Linked DNA regions of Rattus norvegicus: region 2 is linked to region 1. A link is a contact called in public Hi-C data. All regions are on one chromosome and are shown on one strand. Each heading gives the region's core, a stretch centred on a gene start, on an enhancer-like site or on the middle of the called end of the contact. The rest is flanking DNA. Distances are from core to core; before and after follow the strand shown. Region 1 overlaps Tnn (tenascin N). Region 2 has its middle 19 kb from the start of Mrps14.

Evidence for each region. Hi-C and Micro-C count contacts between places; a contact is called where the count stands out from the background.
Region 2: a Hi-C map of the A7r5 cell line shows a contact between it and region 1, with 5 times the contacts expected there. The contact joins two enhancer-like sites. A contact is called at or near these places in 6 of 12 Hi-C or Micro-C datasets (the A7r5 cell line, the Rat2 cell line, Schwann cells and 3 more).

The regions. Positions count from the first base shown.
Region 1 is chr13:74,846,825-74,854,245 of GRCr8, reverse strand. It overlaps Tnn (tenascin N), which reads left to right. Exons shown (of 22, transcript NM_001107189.2): 22 at 558-1,660. The coding sequence ends at 698. Among named protein-coding and RNA genes, the nearest start is that of Kiaa0040, 43 kb to the right of the region's middle. Within about 2 kb of position 1,320, at least 3 of the 93 cell types and tissues checked have an H3K27ac peak or open chromatin away from gene starts, as enhancers often do. A contact at or near this core is called in the A7r5 cell line, where this site is marked.
Region 2 is chr13:74,940,123-74,947,214 of GRCr8, reverse strand. No RefSeq gene overlaps it. Among named protein-coding and RNA genes, the nearest start is that of Mrps14, 19 kb to the left of the region's middle. Within about 2 kb of position 5,439, at least 9 of the 93 cell types and tissues checked have an H3K27ac peak or open chromatin away from gene starts, as enhancers often do. A contact at or near this core is called in the A7r5 cell line, where this site is marked.

The DNA of each region.
Region 1 (7,421 bases), core at 71-2,570:
CACTTGGGCTCTTTATTGGCCAGGTTGCAAGGTTATTAAGTGAATTAAATATTATTGTGCTCACCAGTCAAAAGACATAAAATGAAATTTAGTTTTCAGCAGGCCATTTGTTACCCCAGCGCTAATATCTAAACAGCCTAAATTGAAAATGATTTTACACAATTGGCTAATTAATATGTTTATTTTTTCCTTTTATTTTATTTTATTTTATTTTTTTTTGGAAAAGAACAGTGTACAGCAATGATTTGCGGCTCTCTGCCTAAGTTGACCCCCTTGTCACCCTTGTGCCTCCCCTACATCTTGGGCTCACTGTCCGTCTTCCCACCATGGAGGCTTCTTTCTCTGTCCACTCAGCTTGTCAAATTCCAGGAGAGGGTACATGATCTGGCCCTCCTATTTTGGCTCATAACCCATCACTAGTAGAAATTTCTCTTCTTTTTCCTCTTCTATCAGAGAGCGAGTGGTTTCTTGCTCTTTAGGATTCCCCCCTACCATAAGCCACCTTACTCTTCTCCCAGATACTGGTTCTTGATGTTGTTTGTTTGTTTGTTTTACAGGGGGTGAACTGGGAGCCATGGAAAGGACATGAGTTCTCCATTCCTTACGTGGAGCTAAAAATCCGCCCCTTTGGTTACAGCAGAGACCGTTTCTCTGGCAGGAAGAAGCGGTCCATAGGAGGGAAGGCAAGAGTGTTCTAAAGGCCATCTGAGCTGTCTTCACAGGAGACAAGAGAGGCTTGGGGCGGACAGGGTGGGTGGTGGTGACGGGGGAGCTGAAGTTTGAGGGATGCTCAGAGCCTCTAATTTCTTAGATTGTTGGGTACACAGTGCTAATGATGTCATCATGCTTAGACCGTTAGAGGTTCCTTCCATGTCATCTGCATGTTTGCCCGTCTCTACTGAGGGCCCCGAAAGCCAACAATGTTGTAACTGAACAATACATATGGATAGGACACCGTGTTGGAAACACGAGGTTTTTCAACCCATCCTTACTTAATGACAAATGCATCGATCCAGTACATCGATAACAATATCAATTGGAAGTCTTTAGCAATTGGTGGAGATCTCTGTATGCGACTGATGATATAGATTTTTTAAAGAAAAAAAAAAACAGAGTGAGGTTCTGATCCCCCGGGGGTCAGAGCTGAGGCAAGCTGAGGCTTGTTGTCTCCTGGTTCTCCTGGTTTTGAGGGGAAAGAATAAATCTTACTCCTTTTAAACTTCCTGTGTTTAAAGAACGAACGAAGAGACCACAAAGGGGCCACGATGCAGTCATAGTTAAGTTCTGACTAGTCTCTAGCATTCTGGAGACCAAAGCTCCCGTCTTATTGCTATTTTTAACTGCCCCTTTTCTAGACATTTGCATAATCTCTTCCATAGATCTGCATATGTTGTAAATAAATTTGCAGTCATTTCAACTTTAAATAGCCAATCTCTCTAAATAACTGGTACCCTCAGCTTTCCCTGACTCACCTCCACGCCCCCCCCACTTCAGTCAGTCCCCAGCCTCCCTTCCCTGCTCTCCACACTGGAAGCTTCCTCATATCACCCTTCTTTCGTGTTTGGTATCATTTTGGAAGGTTTTCTGTAGCCAAGTCAGTGACCATTGAAGTAACTTAAATTCCTACTCAAGAAAACAAAAATAAAACATTTGATTTTAAAAAAAGATGTCTTGTGTTATTTTCTCCCCTAGAATTTTAAACTATGTACAACTGAAGTGATAATTTGAACGTTACCCTGGAATTTGGTTGGCTGTGGTCTCTTACCTGTGTGACAGTAGACATGGAAACCAGTGTTATTTGGAATGCAGTAGAAGTGTGGGAGTGGGAAGGAGGGCAAGTGTTCTAGAAGCTGCACTTTCCCGTCTTGTCTAGGGTGTGTGTGTTGCTTAGCTTTCTCAGGCTTCACCTCTGGGTCCATGCCAAGTCATACACCAGAAACCACTTGTGTTAACCATTCAGGTTTTCAGGATCCCCACCCGTACCCAGGCAAACACATTCAGCAAGGCCACAGCAATGGCCAGATCTGATGATGAAGCTCGCTCGGCATTGGGGCTAATCATTTAAAAAAAAAAAAAGTGCATACGCATTGTCATTGACTCAAGAATCTAGGAAGTGGTGGCCTACTGGAGAAACAAAAGGACATGTCACAACAGTCCTGGTGCTAACAGAGCTTGTACGCTGTCCTTTATTCATCCGCTTGTTTATTCAACATTTACTGCTTAAATCTCATCATGTACTGGGTTCTGTTCTAAGTGCCAAACCTATCCAAATAAACAGATTCATACCTTGTTCTACCTATGCTAGGCAAAGGCTGACAATAAACAGAATATGCTTCTAGCCTAGGAGTGGAGGTGGTCAGTAAATAGTGAATCAGCTCTATAGTTGGAGACTGATGAGCGACAAGTTTGTAACTTTAAGAAGTGATTGCTGCTGAGAGGAGCTGCTGAGGTGGCGACGGCAGCAGAGATGGGTACTGTAAAGACTTTCCTGAAGGGGAGAGATTCTCAGAGACAGATTCTCTCAGTCTTAAGGCACTTTTTTGGGGGGGGCATAAGCCCTAGGTAACTTCCTCCTCGGTCTTGGCCCCTTCTGTAGCACCTTCTAGCTCCATATCTTCTCCTCAGATTCTTTCTTCCCTGTTCTATACTTCTTTGCACAAATGGACCTCATCTCTGCAGATAAGAGTCCTTGGGATCATCGTGATCAGGTCAAATCTATTAGCAGGAAACTGCTTACCGGACAAAGGATTCAATCCCAGCACTAGCCCAGAGCCAGAGAGATTGCCTACAGTAGCAACACCCTCAGCTTTCAGCAGGCTTCCTAAGTGCGCTTGTTAAGACATTGTCTTGGTCAGTGTTCTATTGCTGTGAAGAGACACCATAACCACGCTTAGAAAGGAAAGCATGTGATTGGGGCTGGCTTACCGTTTCACAGGCGCAGTCCATTGTCATCACAGCAGAAAGCATGGGAGGCACACAGGCAGACATGGTTCTGGGGGGGGGGGGCGGGTAGCAGAGTTCCACATCCAGATCCACAGGCAGCAGGGAGAGAGAGATCCTGGGCCTAGCTTGGGCTTTTGAAACCTTAAACACCCCCCGGCCCCGGACACACTTCCTCCAATAAGGCTATGCCTACTTCCACAAAGACACACCTAATCCTTTCCAAGTAGTGCTACTCCCCGATGATCAAACCTATGGGGGCCATTCTTAGTCAAACCATCACAGACCAGGTTGGTGGGCTCCCTCTTCAGATGTTATGATCCATTAAAACTGCTCCTAGGATTGCTAACCTCTCTGTGTCTGTGTAGTTCTATAGCCAAGTTCTATAGCCAAGTTCTATCGCCATAGCCTTTGTTCCGGAGGACGGTTTGATGGCATCAGATGACACCATGCCCATCATTGACCCCACGGTTTGGCCACTGAACTGAACTGTGTGGGAGACTGAAGCTGTTTTAGCATCCTTTTGCATGTAGGTCCTTTGTTGCCATGGAGAAATATTCAGCTGACCTTCAAATAGTTTACTGTGAGCAGAAAAGGGAATCTAAGAAGTTCATTTCACAGTGTTTATAGAGCGGGCAACATCCAAGCCCCCAACCTTCCTGCATGCTGTCCTTTGCTTTAACATGGCCTGCCCAGCAGTCTTTTCCAGTCATGGAAAATGGGCCTATGAAATGGGTTTTGGGGGCGATCTCCTTTTCAGAGAGGTTCAAACACTTTTTCTTAGAGCCAGGTTATGGATCCTCAAAGATCTGAAGCTCAAAGGAAGTCATTCCATGCTTCAGGATGACCCAAAGTGAAAAGAGACTTAAGAAGTTGGGATGCACTAGAAGCCAGGAGCAGAGCACCCAAGTGTTATCTCTTCTGTGCATGCACAAGGTAAAGTCGAGCAAGCAAACTGCTACCCCTGGTCAACTCTTAGAACTATTGAAGACAGGAAACAAATCAGATGGTAGTGGCTTAAAGAAAAAGTGAGTCACTAAAGTCACTAAGTGTGTGTGCATATGTGTGCACGCGTGTGTGCCTGTGTCTAATTCCACTAAAAAGGTTTTAGGGGGCTATAGTGATGGTATCAGATCTAGAAAGACAGACGGAATCAGTGAGGGAAGCAGCTAGACACTTGGGAGAGTCAGGCTGCACATGAATGACACGGGGGCGGCAAAGTGGCTTCTCTGGCTGAGGACCCAGGGAGCCAGCGGGAAGGACAGGCAGGGGTCATTGCTGCAATGGCTGTCAGTTCACACTACCATTCAGAGCCAGCATGAGCTTTGATGTGTGTCTTTCTGCTCTTTGCCCCTCCAGAGATCCCACTCCACTGGGTCTCGGGTGAGTTCTACGCACCTGAGCCTTTCAAAGTTCCCCAGGGGCCTCTAACATCAATCCAGGGGTGAAAGCCACTGTTCCCACATAAGCTTTTGAACGGTGGAGAGCTCTCAGAGGTTTTGAAACCTTGAAGTGGGATGACAGGCTTGTATTTTGGAAATGTTAGTTTGGGGACAGGTTGGAGAGGGCAGCATAGTGGCGTTTTGAAAACCACATAGAAAATTGTGTGTGCGCATGTGCATGCACAACATGTGTGGACATGCATGTGTATAGGACACGGGTTTACCCTGCGTCTCCCTTGGCTACCTTCTACTTCATTTCCTGAGACAGGCTCTCATCCTGAGCCCAGAACTCACCGATGTGGCCCGTCTAGCCAGCCAGTTTGCTCTGCCTCCAGAGTATAAGGATTTACTTCAGGTGGGCTGCCACGGCCACCAACATTTACCTCAAGTCCTCACACCTGAGTAGCAATCGCTTTATCCACAGAGCTATCTCCCGGTCCTTGTGTTATCTTTGATTGACATATATCTGTGGGGTAAAGCGTGACATTTCAATATGCATGTACAATGTGAAGTGGTCAGTGCACGTGACTGGCATCGCCATCACTTCAGACATTTATCATACCTTAGTGTTGAGGACATGCACAGATCTCTCTCCTAGTTACTTTGGAATACACGGTTAATCCTTGTCAGCCATAGTTACCCCACTGTGGTTCAGAAAGCCAGAAGTCATTCGTTCCATCTACACCCCTTACCCATCCACAAGGGGTGTGGTATAGGGAAAGGCGGAGGCTCGCAGACAAGCTCACAGCTGCTGTAATAGTTCTCCAAGAGGCGCTGATTTTCTTGATCTGTGTCAGGAAGAGATCTGTAGAATCAGCAGGATTTAAGGAGGACTGGCTTCAAAGGCCAGTCCGTGAACCCCAGAGCTTGAAGATATTTACGGCTGCTTCCTCTGGAAATGGGTTGGCATTTATGTTTGTTGAGTTTGAGTGTTTTGTTTCATAACTTACAATTATTGGGGATTCAAGGATTACAGAAGCTAGAATATACTGCAGGGGAGTGTAGGGGGGGAGAAACAGAAGAAAACAAAGAGAGGGGCAGAGACAGACAGACACAGACAGACAGACAGACAGACACACACACACACACACACCACAGAGATTTTCAAAGAATTGTGATCAAGGGAGAAAAAGAGAACTAGGTGTGGGCTGTGTAAAGTGAGAGCGTGCAGACAAGGAGGCACCCAAAGAACTAAAAGAAAAGCTTCTGGTGAAACTTAGTTACTAGAAAAGGTTCCCTCATTAAAACAAGACAAAACAAAACAAAGCAAAACAAAACCAAAAACCTTGCAAATCCTCACTAGTTTAGACCTTCCACCAGGGTCAAGGAGAGCTCAACAGAGTGGATGGGAGGCAGTCAGCCAGGTTGGAGTTTGCAGCATGGGGCAAGAGGCCTGCTATACCCACTCTTGCCAGTAGATGGCAGTGTTGTCTTATCAGGTGCCTTTCAATTCAAGAGCCACTCTCCTCCACAAAGGGAAGTTCTGGAAGGGTCTCCACTTTTCTTCCTTCCTGGCTCACATTGTCTTGAGAGTTAGCCAGTGGGACCTTGTTAGCATCCAACCTGCCCTTCGTGGTTTCGCCAGCAGTGTTTTTCCTGGATTAACACAACAGGTAAGCAGGTACTTCGTGGAAGGGGTTGCCTAGTTCTTCCTTGTCTGGTCTTCTAGGCAACCTGTCTACCACTGTGTGTGGGTTGAAAGTTCCAGGAATAGTCAAAACTTCCTAAAGTGCCCCTGAGAGTGGATTGTTTCTGTGCATGCTTTGAGGTCCAGTTCCAGTGTTACATAAATAAGTAAGGTTCCCAGGTTAGCTCATAAAATCCTGCCCATTACAGAAGATAAACTCCTATGTAAGTCTAAGTGTAACGACAGCGAAGAATAGTTCCGGAAGCTTGTAAACTTTAGTTATTATTACATTTGGCTTTTTAGTTTTTAAAAAAGATTTATTTTAGAATTACTTATGTGCACCAGTGTTTTGCCCTTGTATATGTTTATGCAGACCCAGTTCATGCCTGGTGCCCAGAGAGGCCAGAAGAGAATGTTGGATTCCCTGAAACTGGAGTTACAGGTGGTTGTGACTGCTGAGTGGGACTGGGAACCCAATCTGAGACCTCTGCAAGGAAAGCAAGTGCTCTTAACTGATGAGCCAGCTCTCCAGCCCAGTGTTATACATTTAAAGAGAATCAGGTTTAATTAGAGGAGGCCAAGGAAGTGGGGCTCGCTGTGGAACACATGGAGAGGCTGTTTGGACACTTATAGACTTATGAGCAGACTGTGAAACTCCTGGGAGAAGAGCGTGGTCTCCCTCCCAAGCCTGGGCATACTGGCTTCTTCTCCTGTAGGCTCATTTTCTTTACCTGTGATGCAGGAGTCGAATGTGATAGCAGATGCTTCTAAGGGGCTGCAAGGCCCTCGGAGATGGTGAGGTTGCCTGTTTGGAGCGTAAGGCTTTACACCGTCCTTCAGAACTTCTGTGTCTTCTTTTTCCTCACTAAGAGTATATAAATAACCAGTTGTAAGGCTGATTTTCTATGAACAGTGAACAGGATTATGATGGCTCCTGAATGGAAGAAAGAGAAAGGAGAGTGAAAGACAAGGAGGTCTCCGGAGAGTGGGTAATCCCCATGCTCTCCTCCGGAAGTCTCTCCTTTGATTTCTAGAACACAAACCACGAGTTTCCTTCATCAATGACACTTAAGTCGAACACTTTCCCTACCCAGGCTCAGTGCTAAGTGGCTTTTATGCATTTTCTCCATTTAGTTTTTGAAGATAAGTCTTAATATGGAGGTGACATCACAGGCATGAATGATATGACTGGGGAGAACTGGTGTGGGCTCCAGTCCTGAGTGCCAGCCCACAGTGCCCAGGGACTTCCATTCTGCCATTGGTGGCCTCCTCTCTCAGGTCACCAAGTACAACTCTTTGTTAGCTGACTTGATGCCAGTCTTGGTGTTCTGTGTCCCTCTGAGAAAGTGACAAACACATTACATTGTGGTTTGTTCCTTTAGGAAGGTTGTGACCCTTTAGGACCAAAACTC
Region 2 (7,092 bases), core at 4,190-6,689, 89 kb before region 1:
CAGCCCTTTAATACAGATTGTCATGTTGTGGTGACCCCGACCACAAAATTATTTTCAATGGTACTTCATGACTGTAAATTTGTTACTGTTTAAATTGTAATGTAAATATTTGTGTTTTCCGATGATCTTAGGTACCCCTGTGACAGTGTCAGTTGACCCCCAAAGGGATTGAGACCCACAGATTGAGAACCTCTGCTCTAGCATGCATAAGGGAGCTTAGAGAGACAGGAACATCAGGATTTCCTGGCCTTTGTAAGTTTCAGATCACCTCAGTGGCGCTCCTGAAGAGGGCCACAGTGTCCCCTCTACTGCCTCTACCTGATTGTCAGACTGGTTCCAAAACTTGCTTCTACTGCAGATGTGTGGGTGACTCTTCTTACCAGAAGAAAGTTGACATTTTGAGGTTTTGAATCTGACTCAGTGGCCTTTCAGACACTCTCCGCCAGCTGCTTGTGGCTCAGTCTGAACAGAATGTTTTGTGTGGTTTCAGTGAAGGCCACACCCATTTCCTCTTGCAGTGCCCATGATGGATTTTCACTTGAAGGAATAAACATTTGATAGGAAAGCAGATTTCCCCCCACACTTTTTTCTCCCTCCTTTTCTTTCTCTGCTTTCTATTCTTCTAATCCCAAACCTAACTAATGAAAGGGCAAATTGTTAGACTTTAATGTAAATGCATTACTTTTGGTAACTTCGAGAACAAAACTACCGAAGAGACATAAGTTGATGATACCTGAAGGTAGAAAACATGTGCAAAGCCACAGGGAGGTGTCCTCATTCCTGTACTTTAAGGTACAGCATTCACGTGACCCGTCAGTTTCAGAGCAGTAGAACAGTAGACCGTGTACATCATACCCATGGCCCACACTAGGGCCTGGAGAAGAGCAAGTTTATAGTTCATGTTTGTCAAGGGTACTCTTTCCACAGCATTCTCTCAGGGCCCGATCTAAAGATAGCTAAAGCATGTCTTGGATTTACTCTCCCCATCTCTTGGCTTGTTTCTGTTGGGCTGAGAGAGCCAGAGTTGCCAGGTCTCTCGCACTTATCAATTGTAAATAAAACCAGGTGAACCTGCATCTTGACTCATTTTAGAAAGGGAAACTCAACTGTATGTCGAGACATCTTCTTCATCATGTGCTCTGTGCTGCGGTGCGGTAGAGACCTAACCTCATCTTCTGATGTCTCTCACTGATTGTTTTCTGTCCCATCTCCAAGAACAGACCTGTTCCGACACTCTCACAGGTCACGGGCCTGTGGCACATGGAAGCCGCCCAGCCTTCTGTGGAACCCCTTTGATCAATTAAGTTACGAGACTGATCTGGGCATCTGCTTTGGGGTCTCCACTTGGGAGTTTGATTTTTCTTCTTTGAATGCAGTTCATCCTGAGTGGGCACTCTCAGCATTTCCGCTGTACGTAGGGGAAGAGAAACAGGTAACAGCAACCACGTGAGATGGTTCCCCCTTCACAGGATACAGGTTACGGGGTTCTCGCTTCTCAGTATGTTCAATAAAATTCTATATAGTGCTGAGAAAGAGACAGCATGTTCCTTAAAAGATCCACGGAGATTATGAGCAATCATTAAATCATTTAACCCTTTCATGGACGTATAAGGTAATGCTTTATGAATTTTGACTTCTTTCTGTGAGAATGAAGCTTTGGCTTTCTCTCTGGAATATGAAGTCTGTAAGTGCTGGGCTGGTGGTGGCAATGATTCTACCTTGTTCAGTTCTATACGTCCACCTCATTGATCAGTTTCTACGACATAATATGCACTCAAGGTAGCTTTGGGAACAAAGTCAGATTGTATTTGTTCTAATCTTACACATTACGCTGATCGATGAAGTAGAAACTGTCATCCCTTTATACGCTTGGAGTCTATCCTTGAGGTTTGATGTAGACTGTCTTCCAGGCTTGATTCACTTGGGATTGTGTGCAAAGCCCCACCCCCACTCTCCTCTACAAGGAAACCAAAGGGTCTGCTCTGACAGAAGAGCACTTGCCATGTGAAGCAGTGACCCAGCTGGAAAAGTTGAGGTCATGAAAATGAGAGACCAGGCCCATCCACGTGGGTTCTTCCCTGCTGATCCCACTGTCTGTGTGGGCCATCCATGGCTACCATGCAGGGATAAACTTTAGCCTCTTATAGACTGGGTTCTGACTATGGTTGCTCTGAATGCTGGGAAAATTCAAGGGAGGCTGGCATCAGTCCTTGCTAATGATCATACTGGGATAAATACATGGTAGTAGTCTTTGTTGCCTCTAAGAAAATCTAGACTGCTCAGATTACAGACGTTGGTTTGCTAATCTTTCTGTGTCTCAATGAGGCCACAATTTTATTAGCTCCATTTTCCAGATGGTGAGACCAAAGCAAACATATTAACTTAATTCGGGGAAAGCTAATCCTGACATTGCATTTTTCCTCTTACTCCCAAGGCCTGCCAACTTGTCTTTATTAACTGATGAGAAATGATGAGTTCTGTGGTTCTAGCATTCTTTTCTTTTTATTTCTTTTTTTGTTATTATTATTTTTATTTAATCTTTTTTTTACAGTCCCTTTGGTCTACCCTCTGACTGTTCTACATCTCATACCTTCTCCTTCCCCACCCCCCACCCACACCCCTGTCTCCACAAGGATGTCCCCACCCTACCCACCCCACAAGACCTCTAAACTTCCTGGGGCCTCCAGTCTCTTGAGGGTTAGGTGCATTTTCTCTGACTGAACCCATACCCAAGAGTCCTTTGCTGTATATGGGTTGGGGGCCTCATCTCAGCTGGTGTATGTTGCCTAGTTGGTGATTCAGAGTCTGAGAGATCTTGGAGGTCCAGGTTAGTTGAGACTGATGGTCCTCCAACAGGGTCATCATCCTCTTCAGCTTCCTCCAGCTTTTTCCGAATTCAACTAGAGGGGTCAGCAGCTTCTGTCCATTGGTTGGGTGCAAATATCTGCTTCTAACTTGGCTGCTTTTTGGGCCTTTCAGAGGGTAGTCATAATAGGTCCCTATTTGTAAACAAACCGTAGCCTCAGTAATAGCATCAGACCTTGGGGCCTCCCCTTGAGCTGGATCCCACTTTGGACCTGTCGCTGGACCTCCTTTTCCTCAGGCTCTTCTCCATTTTTGTCCTTGTAGTTCTTTCAAGACAGGAACAATTATGGGTCAGAGTTATTGACTGTGGGATGGAAACACTATCCCTCACTATCCTGTCTTTCTGCTGGAGGTGGGCTCTACAAGTTCCCTCTCCCCACTGTAGGGCATTTCATCTAAGGCCCCTCCCTTTGAGTCCTGAAAGTCTCTCACCTCCCAGGTCTCTGATACATTCTGGAGTCCCCCACTCTCCCTGGCCCCCCCACCCCTGATCATACCTCCCAAGATTGCCTGTTTCCATTCTTTCTGCTGGCCCTTAACATTATTTTCTTAGCAATATATATTCACTTGGGCAAGATGAGCAACAAAAAACACTTTTGCATTCAGGACCCATCCCTTTCTACTAAGAAATAGTGGGAATTTAGGGGGAAATGAGCTGGTAAAATTACAGAGCTTAAAAATGCATTTAATTTTAATACTTACTGACCTCTGCCCTGCGTACTGGGACAAAGTTTAAGTCCCCTGTGCCCTTAGTTTTGAGCTGCAAGTGTGGGATGCCTGAGTGGCAGGCTCTGAGGCTGATTATCTTAGCTCTTCTGTTTACTTTCCTTATATTGAGTTCCCATGTGACAAGCTCCCCACCATGCTGGGTTATTGTGAGGATTAAAGAATACTTAGAGCAGCTGCTGCCCACTGAGTCCCCAATAAATGATCTAGGATGATCACAACGACAAAGACTTCTCTTTTAACTGCAGGCCACAGGGATCCTTTCTTAAAAAGTTGTCTCATGTCATAAAATGGCAATCTCTATGTCTAATTGTTATCCCATTTACCAGATGTTATTCAAAAATGAAACTCTCCAGGCACTCCCAGAAAACAAGAGTGAGATTTAGGAGGAATGGCCAACAGAAAGCTATAGTAACCTGTCATTGAATTAATTAAAAAACCTTTAGTATGAGTTTGCCAGATGCAAACCATTGTTGGGAGACATATGCTATGTACCGGGGCATATACACACGTAAACAACATACACGCGCAAACAACATTATTTTCTGACCTCAAAACACATACCTATTTCTAGTTTAGCTAGGAGGCTTTGCTGGGTCCTCAGACAGAGTTAGTTTTCTTTTAGAACACTTCTGGCATTAATCCCACTCAAACATGTGTGTACATGTATGTATAGGTGTATGTTTGCATGGGTGTGTACACAGGTCTGTGGAGGCTGGAAGATACTGTCTGCCTATCTTCAGAAATGCTGTCTACTTCCTTTGTAACAAGGTTGCTCACTAGCCTAGAACTTGCCAATTTGTCTGTCTGTCTGGCTAGACAGCACAGAGACCTATCCCCCTGCCTTCTCCTCCCAGAGACGGAATCACAAGCATGTGCCACCATGCTTGGTGTTTTCACTTGGGCTTAGGGAATTGGACCCAGGTCCTCATACCAACATGGCCATTCCTCATCAACAATACCTTCCCTCCAGCCTGTATATTGTACAAGCAATTATGAGCCTGGGAGCCCAGGGTCGGTTCTTTCTCATCTGTAGCTTTACCAGCTTCACTACTAGTAGAAGCTACCTAACTAGCTTTACTAGCTAAGACAGAGCCTACCTCCATCGTGTATTTTCCATTCTCCATGGTATTGGTACCCTTAGCCATAGATCTCATATTTTGGATTCACTCTTAAACTTGACTCCTTCATGAGCCCTGTCCTTTGTGATCTTCCTATGGTTAGTTTTGCCTCTTTCACAACACTGAACACATTGATCATCACAAGCGAGCTGAGAGAAAATGGGGGGCTTTCTTCTTTAACATGGGGCATCTTGAGGAAGTCTAAAAGGCAAAGCTCAGTCTTCCTATGCTTTCAAAATCTAGAAGTGGTCTCTCTCCTCTCCAAAAGATCCCCCTGCCTATTAACACTACTTCCACTGAGAAGAATGATCCAGAACAAAGTTAAATTGGGGTCTAGAGGAAAGATTGGCCATAATTTTGATCAAAGAATTTTTGATCAACTACACTTACTTTGCCTTTTCTTTCCTCAAAGTTCCAGGGCCAGTCATTTCCTCAGGGTGGCAGATCTGCCCAGCTCATATCTCAGTGGAGTTTTGTAGCCTCGGACGTTGTCCAGGAACTTTAAGATTTTCTGAAAGTGACCATACAGTACGTGCCATCAAAGTGTCTGAGCCAGTGCATTCTCCTGAAGATGTTTGTGGACACCCAACCAGTTGCCAACCACCTGTCTGTCAGTCCGAATCGCTGTCCTTCTCCTAGACCACAGAACAGATCGTTCTGATGCCAGACACATGCCATCCACCAAGACGTCACTGCATACCTTACTGCACAGTCAGACACACATACTCACCATGGGCCCTGAGGCCTCCTGCAGAGATACAGCTCATCTCTCTCCCCTGCTGTGGTTATGCTTAACCAGGTCCTTCATGTATAATTACTTTTGAAGCACAGCTTTAAACTTCTCCCAAAACCACAGAGTCAGGGTAGAAGGTAGGGCTGCCAACATTTAAGAGTCAGGATGTCTGCCCTCTCCTTGCCTTGGGGCCATTTTCTTTGTTTGTGGGACGCTGTAACGGAAAGGTGAACAGACCTCTTTCTGCTCTGGTCTGATGGCTTCTCTGGGATATAACCCAAAAATCCCAGCATTCACTGTGGCGCCAAGACTCCATGACAGAGGCTCCTCACAGAGGCTGTGGGATAAGCTGCGATTGGTTTTGGATTTGGCTGGACCAGCAGGATTCTTGGGGAGTCTGTCATTGTCACTGGCAGCATGCTTTGCTTAAGAACTAAGCAAAAATAATGACAGCCCTTGAAGTTCTGGGTTTTCCTCTCCAGCTTCTTCAAGTCAGTGGCGCTTTGGATTAGATGATATATGTTAGAGGCAAACATATTCATTCTCTTTAAAAATTTTATTCATTTGTTTTTATGTGTATCAGTGTTTTGCCTGCATGTATGTTTGTTTACCACGTGTATGCTTGGTGCCCACAGAAGACAGAAGAGGGTGTTGGATCCCCAGAAGCTGGAATTATGGATGGTTTCTGACCTGTCACGTGGATGCTGGGAATTAACCCGAGTACTTTTGGAAGAGCTGAGAGTGTTCTGATCTGCGAAGCCCTCTTTCCAACCCCATGGTCCGGACACTTAAATGACCCATTTTGCTTCTAAATTCTCCTCCAGGGTTAGGGGGCTCAGCTCACAAAATCCAGCACATGTACAGTTACTCTTCCCACTGATCACAGAGAGGGTGGAAACAGTTGATTTCTTTGACATTTAGTGATCTCCAAAATCTGGCTCTGATTTACCATTTCCACATACTATTTCCTTCTTTGAACTCTTGCCTTAATCAAAATAACTCTTTTCTTTCCATACAATTTCCCAGCATTGTAACCTTTCTAATAGTGTGCTCCCACACTCTTCTTTCAGACGTGTCCGTCTCACGAAGACTTGGTTGTTCTGTCTGGCTTTTCTTTTCTTATTTTGTGACTGTTTTTGATTGTTCTGATAGCTTCAGCTGGCACCGCTACTGTGTCTGTCTGTCTGCATTCACACATCTCTCCTGAACTTTAACTTCTCTGCAACTTCAGACCTCAGCATCCCCTTCGGTATTTTGAGTGCATCAATGGCCCCTCAAACTGAATGACAAAGCTGAACTGACTTTTGTCCTGGAGTCTCATCTCCTGGCAGCGCACATGAATGAGTCCTAAGCAGAACCTGGGATTCACCATGCTATTAATTTCTCCCTTCGCCTTAATTAATTAATTAATTTCGCCTTTTTATCTCAGGAGCCTTCACTCCAGTTGTTTGGGACCCACATGAAGACATGTTACATATGTGTGAAGAGGCCTACATCCAGCCCTTGTATGCTCTTTGGTTGGTGGTTCAGTTTCTGAGAGCCCTAAGGAGCCAGGTTGGTCTTCCTGTCGAGTTCCTATGCCCTTAGGGGCTGCAATCCTTCCTCCTATTCTTCCATAAGAATCCCCAAGCTCCATCTACGGTTTGG